Regions from separate parts of the Drosophila melanogaster genome. Here region 1 is linked to region 2. The links are chromatin contacts, called in public targeted proximity ligation maps. All regions are on one chromosome and are shown on one strand. The core of a region is the stretch at or near the end of the contact, and the rest is flanking DNA. Distances in the headings are between cores, read along the strand shown.

Region 1 (4,885 bases), core at 510-3,009, 550 kb after region 2:
AAATTGCGATTGTCTGTGGGTGGGTGTGTGTGTGTGTGGTTGTGTGTGTGTGAGTGTGGGTATTGCACAAGAGCCAAGAACGCAATGCAAACGCAAGACACCAAAAAAAAGCAATAGCAAAAGCTAAAAGAATCCGAAGCAGAAGCACAGGCAGAACAAGAAGACGATGAAAGGCAAAGGCACAACTCAAGCACGCACTTCAGACGCAAAAGAGACGGACGGAGTGCCAAACGGACGGACAGTGCGGACGGACAGCGGTACAACGCAACAAGAAATGCCGGACGGGCTAACTTCAGATACTCTTCAAGTGGAGAACAAGAGTAAGTATCTGTAAGATACAGTAATTATTCGGAAATTCGAAAATGAACTAATAATTTGCAAGTAAAACATACCAAAAGCGGATAGTAGAGTTAACAAGGAGTTATATTGAAAGAGTTATATTAGTATTCGAGTAATCATTTATCATAATCAAAATAAAACGACATATTTACTGGCATCAAAAACTAGCTTCTTGGATTTTTTATATTTTAAGATACATTTTGGTACTCTACCCCACTTGCAAAGGGTATCAAAGAGATATAGACAAGGCACAGGCTATTTTATAGCTGCTTGGTGATGAATGACTTGGGCGGTTTGGGCCTAAGGAGGTGGGGCTACGGGGCGTCAGGTGCGGAAATGTCATTTGAGCCATTGGATTCGATGACGGCATGGACGAAGATAATGATACCGATGATGATGATGACGATGACGAACTACGTCCATCCACGAGCTCTTGTTGTGCACGTTCCATCGTTCCGAGTTCCAACCATTACACATACGAACTTTCAATAGTACAAAAGTACGAAGAGCGAAAAAAATCCATGAGGAGGAGCACAGTCACCAGTTAGCAGTTCAAGTGTTTTTCCAGAAGCAGAACAATGGAGGTTGAAGAAGCAGCAGCAGCGGCAAATAATGCAAACAAATTTTGAGATACGAGTACGAAGAGTTAATGAAATTATGTAATTGAAGCGAAGGACTTTTGATGACAAAGAGAAATAAGTAAGATCAAAAACTTAGCTAGAGTTAGTGTCGCAGCAAAATAGAAAAAAGAACTTAATTATCTGAAACATTGATGAGTTATTTTAATATATCGAATATCTAATGTGCAAAATGAGCACTGAAAGTTGCTTCAATGCCAAATCTCGGAGCTCTCAAGAACAGATAAAGGCATTAAAATAATTCACTTCCACCATCGCAATTAACGCCATGAAAACATTCGCAGTGTCAACGTTAGACTTGGCTGCAATCCATCAAATCGAAAGATTCAATGCGAGCAAACTGAAGAAACAGTGGCGATCGGTTGAGAAATGGTGAGGAGGGGAAGCCGATAGGTATAAACTTCCCATAATAGCGCTAATTGTATGATATTTATAGTTGATTATTAAGCTGCCACTCAGAGAGCAAATAAAGCGCATTTAACAATAAAACAATTAGCTTTAGTAGTTTTTGTATATCAATAAAACATAACAGCAATTAAAATGTCACTGGCGAAAAATCACAAGCGACTGCAGTCGCTTCACCACTCGCACGAACTCATAGATACAGATACATTTGTATCTGGCCAGCGTATGGCATTGCAAAAAGTTTGTATGTCCGACTAAACACACACATGTTTGCCTGCGCGGGCTTCTGCTTCCAGTTTCGCTCTAGCCGTACTTTTATTTATAAGTATTTATGGTTGTGTAAATTTTAATTTAATTGCCAATGATACGCGTCATTCAAACCTCGATGCGATACATTACCGATGACGACGACGATTGACCACGACTGTGATGTTATCAAAAGTAAACAGACATGTGTGAGAATGTGTGTGTGTGGATGGAGTTGAGAGTGTTAAGCGAATAATGCGGGGGATTTTTATGCTCTATGAAATGTGCAAATGTTACAATGCTGTGACCGATGGGATTGGCTTATATATGAAAAGCTGATTTTATTATGATGTCGCGAGTTTATTGTGTTATTCAAAATGGCTGTAATTTGTTTATCGAAATTTCATTTGAGTTAATCACTTAATTTCAATAACACAAGCTGTTTGCTGCATTACTTAACAATTACGATGCATAATTAAGTCAGTCATATTTTAAATAAATTGAAACCCCTCATTCCAAATCATAGTTTTCAATGCAAACTGAAAGAGCATCTGTAATTCGGCAATTGCCACCAGCTTTTGTTTTATTTTATTTACCATTTTATTGGCGTATTTCAAAATTGTTTGGTGTTGCACGATAGCAGACGAACCGATACCGTATGAAATGACACTCGAGGGGCCACTTTTGCTCGAGTTTCCTTGGCCTGATGGATGACTTAAAGTTGCATTTCTGCTACTCCCTGCTACTCGCAATTGAAATTCAGCTAGCTTTTAATTTAAGGTTCGCCAAAAGCGCTCAGCTAATGCGGATTCAAATTCAGGCTTGATAAATTGTTTGACAGCCCATTGAAGCGTGTAATTTTTCGCATTGTTTCACTTGCCATTTGAAATGAGTTTGCTGGCTAGTGATCTATCGCCGCCAACCGATCTAGCTGGCTTTCCTGTCTTTCGGTGTGCCGGGTGTTAGATTTAATTTATGGCGCAACACAAACGCTCCATGCTCTACATATTCCGGCTACCAGTTGGTTAAAGGTGTGCCACCCCACCGAAACCGAAAATGTTTGGGTCGGTCAGAGACAAACATCATGCGCCCATTCCACGCGGTTCGATGCCATCCCATCCAATCGCTAATTGTCATCGACACGGGTCTTTGTTGTTCTGCAGCTGACTGAAATGAATGGATGGAAATTGGGGATGGGCCACCGGGTGCTTCTGTGGCCGATGCACTGCAAGAAAACACGATCGAGCAACGATTTCATTATGTATTACCAAAAAAAAAAAACCTATATCCTGTTGGGACATGCAGTATATCTATATCAAATCATTTCCATTGGCGCACTTCGTCACTACTTGAGTTTTAAAATGTAAAAACTAATATTATTTTTTTTTCCATGGACTTCTGCTGTTGTTGAAGTTCCTGCTGCTGATGATCTCCATTCCATGGCAATTGCCTATCTGCCGAAAATTATCAGCCAGCGACTGAGTGACCTCGCCTCTTCTCTTCTTTTCTTTTCTTTTATTTGGTTCTTCTGCTGCTGCGTACTCGCTTCGCATTTATTCAATTTATTTCTATTGCCGCCGCACTCATATCGCCAGTTTTCGTGTCGAGTTTCGTGCCGAGTTGAGCTAAGTTGAGAGCGTTGAGTTGAGTTGGGTTGAGCCAAGTCGTCTTCTTTAACATCTCCTTGGTCTTTGGCCACAATTGTCATTGTACTAATTCCATTAAATGATGGCGACTTGCGTGCTTTTGTAATTGAAGTGCTCGTGCAAATGGAAGAGGAAGCAGTAAGCGCAGAGGAAGCAGTACAGTCAAACTACACTATGGCGAACGGTTAGCTATATTGGCAAAGTAGGTTAGGTAGACTTATAATAAGAGACAGCCCTTTGAAATTTAAATAATTGTAGGTCTTCTTATTCTTAAATTTATCAATTTATGAATACAACTAACTTCAGGATCTGTAGCAATAGCCTCAGCGAATCTTCACAGTGAAAATAAAGCTTCGGCAATGGCACAAAGCATCAGCATACGTAAAGTATAGCTGGCGTAGAAGATTTAGACTTATAAATCGCGGCTAAGCCGGGGGAAGGGATGGGGTAGGTCCGAAGCTGCCTGAATAGTGTCTGAAAAGCTGAGACATCGGTCGAAAAAGAGCAGCTCAATAACTGAGCCACGCCCCTTTCAGTGCACATATGCGTGCTCGAGTGTTCACAGTCTGCTCCTCGAATTGAGACATTCAACGCCATCGATGTTGCTGCTGAAGCGGTTGCTGCTGCTGCTGATGAGGATGTTGCCGCTGTATATGTTGCTGCTGGCTCACTCTTATCTGTTGCTCAAAATTCCTTCAAGAACGAGGGGAAGTCTGGCACCGAGAATACTATACCCTTTTATCAATAGTTCTTTTTATCGCACATATAAATTAAATTCTTCGAAGAGAAGAGATGAACACGGAAATACCTAAGAACTATTTTTTCTAAATAATGCCAAAATTATTAAGTACTTATATACTTATATATAAATAATAGTAAACTTAGAAATAAAAAAAATATATTTGTTCAATGAGAGATAAGATGTTCAGCTCGTAATTTTCCAGCATGCACTTATGCAATAATACTTCTAAAACAAAGCTCAATAGTTTAAGGAATAGTATACATACATAAAAGAAGTCTATAAAGTCGCTATGTCTCTAACAAATTAGTGTATTAATGTCGGCAGCTTCAGCTTTTCACGCGCTTTGCCCCGCTTTTAACCTCTTTTCCACCCATTTTACTTCGCTCTTGTAACGAATGCTTATCGTGATGGCAAAAGCAAAGCCAAAACGAGGCCGTCGTTGTTGCTGCTGTAGAGAATGCAATTTTCTAATAATTTCGTTTTTTCATTTTGCGTTTATTTTTTTTTTGCCATATATGTGTGCACTTGTAATCACCATTAAAAGCGCTTGAAACTTTCTGCTCGCTTCCTTTGAGTTCCAGCTGCTGCCCCCTGACCCACCATGCACCACACTGCACCACCCTGTACCACCACCCAACCACCCACACATATTTACTTATGCAACCCACAACAGCTTCCCGCCAAATCGTCCCCCTAATCGCCAAACTGCAGCTGCTCAAGTTCTAATGAATATGTTAAATCTGACCTAATTTTACAGCGTAGAAAAAAAAAGTTCAAAATTGTGCGCTCAAATGCATTCGCATAATTAGATGCAGCAGAAGGGGGCGGGACAAGGGGGCGTGTCTGCAGTAATGCGTGCATTTTAAGTG
Region 2 (5,216 bases), core at 2,271-4,770:
TTCGTCCACGCAAAAGGAACTTCTACCCGACTGCGATTTGTTGTAGTAGTAGAGCTGCGGATTCAATCGATGCATAAACGACGGATCATTGGGCCCTCCTATGTGCGGATTACTAAAGGCCCTCTTTCGATTTCCGCCAGGATTCGATGCGGTTATAAAGCTGGATATATCAATTTGGATTTTGGATGTTTTGGCAAAGCAAAAGGTCGCACGCACGTTTAAATAAAAAATAAAGAGTTTAAAGGGTATAAGATAGATTGGATAGTAGTAGCTTTAGATATAAATATATAGATGTCGCATAATTTTAGTTTTTTTTTTTCAACGCCAATTGCAATTATAATGATGAAAGTTCAAATTTGGGCAGAGGAATAGGAATAGGGAAACGGTGGTGCCAGGCAACAGGAGTCGTCGATTCGATGTTGCTGCAATGAAGTGATCAAAGTTTGCGTTTCGAAAGTGAACTGTGATCGATGCCAGACAATCAGGTGAACGAATCTTGTGCATTGACAAAGTCTGATTGAAAAAAACATATTGTTTTTTATTTGCTATTTGTATAAAATTAAATGATTTTGGGTGTGCGCTCATTTTTTGTGCCTTGCAAAGGCTGTCGCTGCCAATAAAAAAGTTTGTTTTGTATGTGTTTTAACAACATGACAATTAGTTGAATGTGATTACATTGCATAATTTGTCTTAAAAATTTTAATTGTTTTTGCTTTGTTAATGTGACTACTCTCACTCCAATCAAAATATTTTCAAAAAAAAAAAAAAAAAGAAATGCAACCGCAGTCAACAAGAGCAGACTCAATTTCCACTTCATTTGCCAGCACAACAGGCAGCAGGGCAACAATATGATGCAACATTTGCTGCAACTTGTCGATGCGCTCCAATTCTCGGCATAAACAACACACAACTGCCGAGGATGCAACATGGAATCTTTTGCTGCAGGCAGCAGATGATGAATGTGGCATGCCACATGCAATTTATGCATCTCAAATAAAATTGACAAAAAGCAAAATCGCGGCGAAGGTGCTGAAAATTTTGTCAATTACGTTGTGGCAAATTAATCTTCGCAAATAGGGTAAAAACGAACATTTCCTTTGGAAAATGTTTGATCTGTGTGACAGAGTGACGACAACTCGCTTTTCCTTTGAGGATGAAAAACATATTTCCGTTCTAGAAAATCAAGCTGATTTTTACTCCACAGCTAAGTGCATAAATTAAATGCAACAGGGCGTGGAAAGAGGATTTTTCCAAAGAAAAACTTTTCACAGGCTAAAGGCCTTTGCCTCACAAAATAAGTAGTAAGCCATAGTAAGAGAAATGGTGGCAACAACAACTTTTTAGCTGCAGTCCAGGCACATTTTCCTTTTATTTTTTTGTTGGATAGTGGATAATTCTCAGTGGAGTGAAATGTGGAGCCCCACATGCTTGTTGTTGCTTTTCCTTTCGGTTTTGTGGCTATCTGTTTTTTGTTTTTTTTTGTCTGCAGCAAAACTTTTGGAGCTTTTAATTTTGTTTGCTTCCTGCTACGATTTTAATTGTTAATTTTAAGTTTCACGAAACTTTTTAATGTGCCGCACATGACAAAAATGTTACTCTGTGCACAACAAGTTTTTATTTCGAGATGAGTAAATTAGCAGAACTTTTAGAAGTTTAACAGGAAAAGGATCCTTATTAAAATCAGTTTTCTACTCATTTGGGCCAACCTTTTTTTCGCGGATATAAACATATATATATGTTTCGCGTTTACTCCCCCCAATTTTAAATACTTTCCCCTGTCTTCTTCTTGAGTCATCCTCTTGAAAATCCCAAAAATCCCAGCGTCATCCTGGCATCTGGATTGTCATCATCCTATCTTTCGCCACTTGCAGCTTGCATAATGGCTATGTAGCGAAATTAGCATAAAATGAGCAATACAAACCAAAAAGAAAACGACCCCATTGAAAACTATGGAAAATTGCGGCTGCATTGTTGTTGCAGCAACAAATTAAATGCACATTACATGCAGCATTTTCCCCCTTCCCCATTTCCCCTTCCACTGCCATTTTCATTTGCCATTGTGTTTTTCCCGCTTTTGTCGTTGGTTCAGTATGTCGCCCCAAAGCCAACAAGGAAATAAAAGTATTCAACAAAAATTGTGAAAAACAAGCATTTGTTGTTGTTCAAGAAAATTAGGTGAATGGAGCTAAGCTCAAAGAAAACTGCGCAGAGCGAGACGGAAAATTCCAAAACGGGAGCCTCGAAAACTGCGATCTCAGATAAGAGAAAGAAAAGAAAAAAATCGCTGAAAAGAAATTTGCAGTCAGCTCGAAGAAAATTTTCGTCGGAAAAAGAGGAGGGGGGTTGGGGAGAGGGGGAGGGGGAGGGGGTGCATTAATCGCTTCACCGTTTTGTTTTCGCAGTTTATCTGCGAGTTTTCATCGCTCGCCGCTGCTGTTTTCTGCTTTTGACCACTTTTACCCGCCAAGCCGAAATTTATTTGCGAATTGTCTTTAATTCGTTTCTATTTACGTAATACGCGATTTCCAATGCTTGCGGTTTTCATTCGCAATTCGGCAGTTTGATTGGACAGCACAATTAGCTTGGAAGGACAGCAGAAAGGATTGCGTAAGTTTGAAAGCGGTTGGAAAATTAGGGAAGAAAAACGATGGGACAACACCAGAAACTAAATCTCCACATCTCTCAGTTTGCAATTCTTTTGACTTTTAGTACATAAAAGAAATGTATGACATTTACAAAAATATTTAAAGGAACAATAAAAACAATAAAAAGATTCGCCTCCTATTTAAAGTAAATACAGGCAGTTGGTAAATTTTGCCTTTAATATTTACAATTTACAAATGATAATATTAAAATAAAAATTAACTAACGGAAATACCATTAAAATATATTGTGAATTAAGCTTAACTTTTTCAAAATGGTAAAGATTTCAAACACGACTGCTTCACTAAGCTACATTTATTTACAAGTTAGTTTTCTTAATGCATGATTAAATTATTTAAATGCGTTAAATGGAAAGACAAAACAGCAAAAAGTAATGAATGTTTCTTTAATGGGTTGGCAGGGAATTAAGGTAAAGCGTAGTACTCACATACATAAAAATGATATTGGGGCATATACATTTCGATTTTTATGATTTTCGCTTGCTTACCTGAAAATAAAAGAAGAAGAATTTAAGTAAAAATGGCTCAAAGTCGTAAGCAATAATTATTATTAGCTATTTTGTCTAAACCAAAGTTATGGAATTGCATTTTTCGGCGCCTCCATTTCAAATATTTCAGTAAACTGCTTGATATTGTTGTGTTATTTGTTCAAGACGTATACTGCTTACTGACATTTTGACAATATTCCGATAGAGGGCTATGTAAACTGCTTAGTCAAACCGCTTTGCTAACAGACAAAACTGTTTAACAGTGATGTTAGCACAGTTTGAAAACTAAGCAGTAGTGCTGTAAACAGTAATGCTGTTTAACAGTTTCGACAGTTTTGGATTGATAGAATATGAAGTACACTGCTTGAATACATAGTTAGGCACAGTTATTCTAAAACTGTACAAAGTGGAAAGCCCGCATTCATATAAGCAGTGCTCTCAAGATCATTGTATGTATGCTTACAGTAGAATGGAGAATAACATTTTATACAAGTAAAATATTGAAATTTTACAGCCGAAAAACTAATTGGTAATAAAGATATAAAAATCAACATATAGAGTTTTGCAATAAAATGAACTTTAAATGATTTACATATTAAAGCAAGAAAATAAGAGGTGAGTCAAAATAATGACACACTTTTAAATTAATTACAGAGTAAGTTAATAAGTAAGCTAAATTGTATTGCATATTAAATAATTTTATTTGAAGCGAAATTGGAAATTTAAAATTTAAATGGGTAAAAACCCGAAACGCAATAAAAAATGTGTTTACGTTTGTCCGCATTTTTGTTGTTATTTTTTTTTTCTTGCTAAGAAAAATGGCAACAAATACAAACAAGGCGATAATGTGCAATGCACAAAAATGATCAATAACAAAATCGAAGAGAGAGCACTAAAGGAAGTAGACAGAAAGAGAGAATGAGAAGGCGGTAGAGAAACCAAAAAGCAATAACAAAACAAAACAGACGACGATAGAATGCAATTAGAAGACGCAGATAGCGAGAGAGGAAAACAAAATAATTCACGTGTGTAAAAGACAAACGATGTAAGAGAGCAGCAGAGCAAGAGAGCGAGAGAGAGATGGCGCGAAGAACTCGAGTGATAAGCTTCTCGTGCCCTCTCTTTCTCGCGCAGAATTGATTGACTTCGAGACTTTGTCGCATTTGTTTTGTTTTTGTTTTGCATGCTCTTTTTTTTCGTTTAGTCTATAATAAAAATAGCAATTTGCGCACTATTTTTAAATTTTTTGAGAAATTGTTTATTTTGTTTTATTTTTTTTCGCTCTCTGTCTTCCACACGATTTGTTGTTTGCTCTTCGCAATTTGTTGCTGCTGTCAATCACAGCAAAAACCAAACACCAAATAGCTTAGAGAACAAATATATGTTTTAACACTTTTTTTTATCAGTACAGTCAATAGAACTCCACTTTAAAGAAAGTTTTGTTAAAGCATAATACTTATTATTCCCTAACTGCTCAAGCGCTCAAATACCCTGCGCGAAAGGGTATAAATAGAAAGAAGGATAGAAGATTTGCCAAAACAACGAAAAGAGAATTGACAACTGGGAACAGCCCCCGCACACGCCCCCCTCAATATCGCGTATACGTAGTCTGTATATTCGGTATATACTATATATGCACACATGACAATTTGGCGCCTTGGCGCCAACCGACGTACGACAAAATCTATTATTTTCTATTTTTTCACTACTTTGTGCTTGTATTGCATGTGGTTTTAACTTGAAAGCCCCCCCGACTACAAAGTTCGCTGTATTTCTGTCCATATGTCCAAACGACTGGGGAATTCGCGTAAGACAAGCATAATCGATGGCCTGCCCGCCGTTTGTCTCTTATCACAGAACCGACTTGTCTTGATACTTGATAACGACGAGGCACACACGAAAGACAGCGAAACGAATGAAAGAAAGAAAGAAAGTGAGAAGAAACACGAGCGTGCTGCAAGCGGGCAGATTTTTAATTTCCCCAATTGATAAAAGTGTATCTACATACATATACTTTTTGATTCGTTTTGCTGTATTTCCGGGAAACAACAAAAAATTGTGAACC

Evidence for each region.
Region 1: a contact with region 2 is called in a targeted proximity ligation map of the Kc167 cell line, with 5 times the contacts expected there.

Annotation. Positions count from the first base shown.
Region 1 is chr2L:13,071,057-13,075,941 of dm6, forward strand. No RefSeq gene overlaps it. Among named protein-coding and RNA genes, the nearest start is that of CG9932, 13 kb to the left of the region's middle.
Region 2 is chr2L:12,517,026-12,522,241 of dm6, forward strand. All of the region lies in intron 5 of bun (bunched), which reads right to left. Among named protein-coding and RNA genes, the nearest start is that of snoRNA:CG43051-a, 12 kb to the left of the region's middle.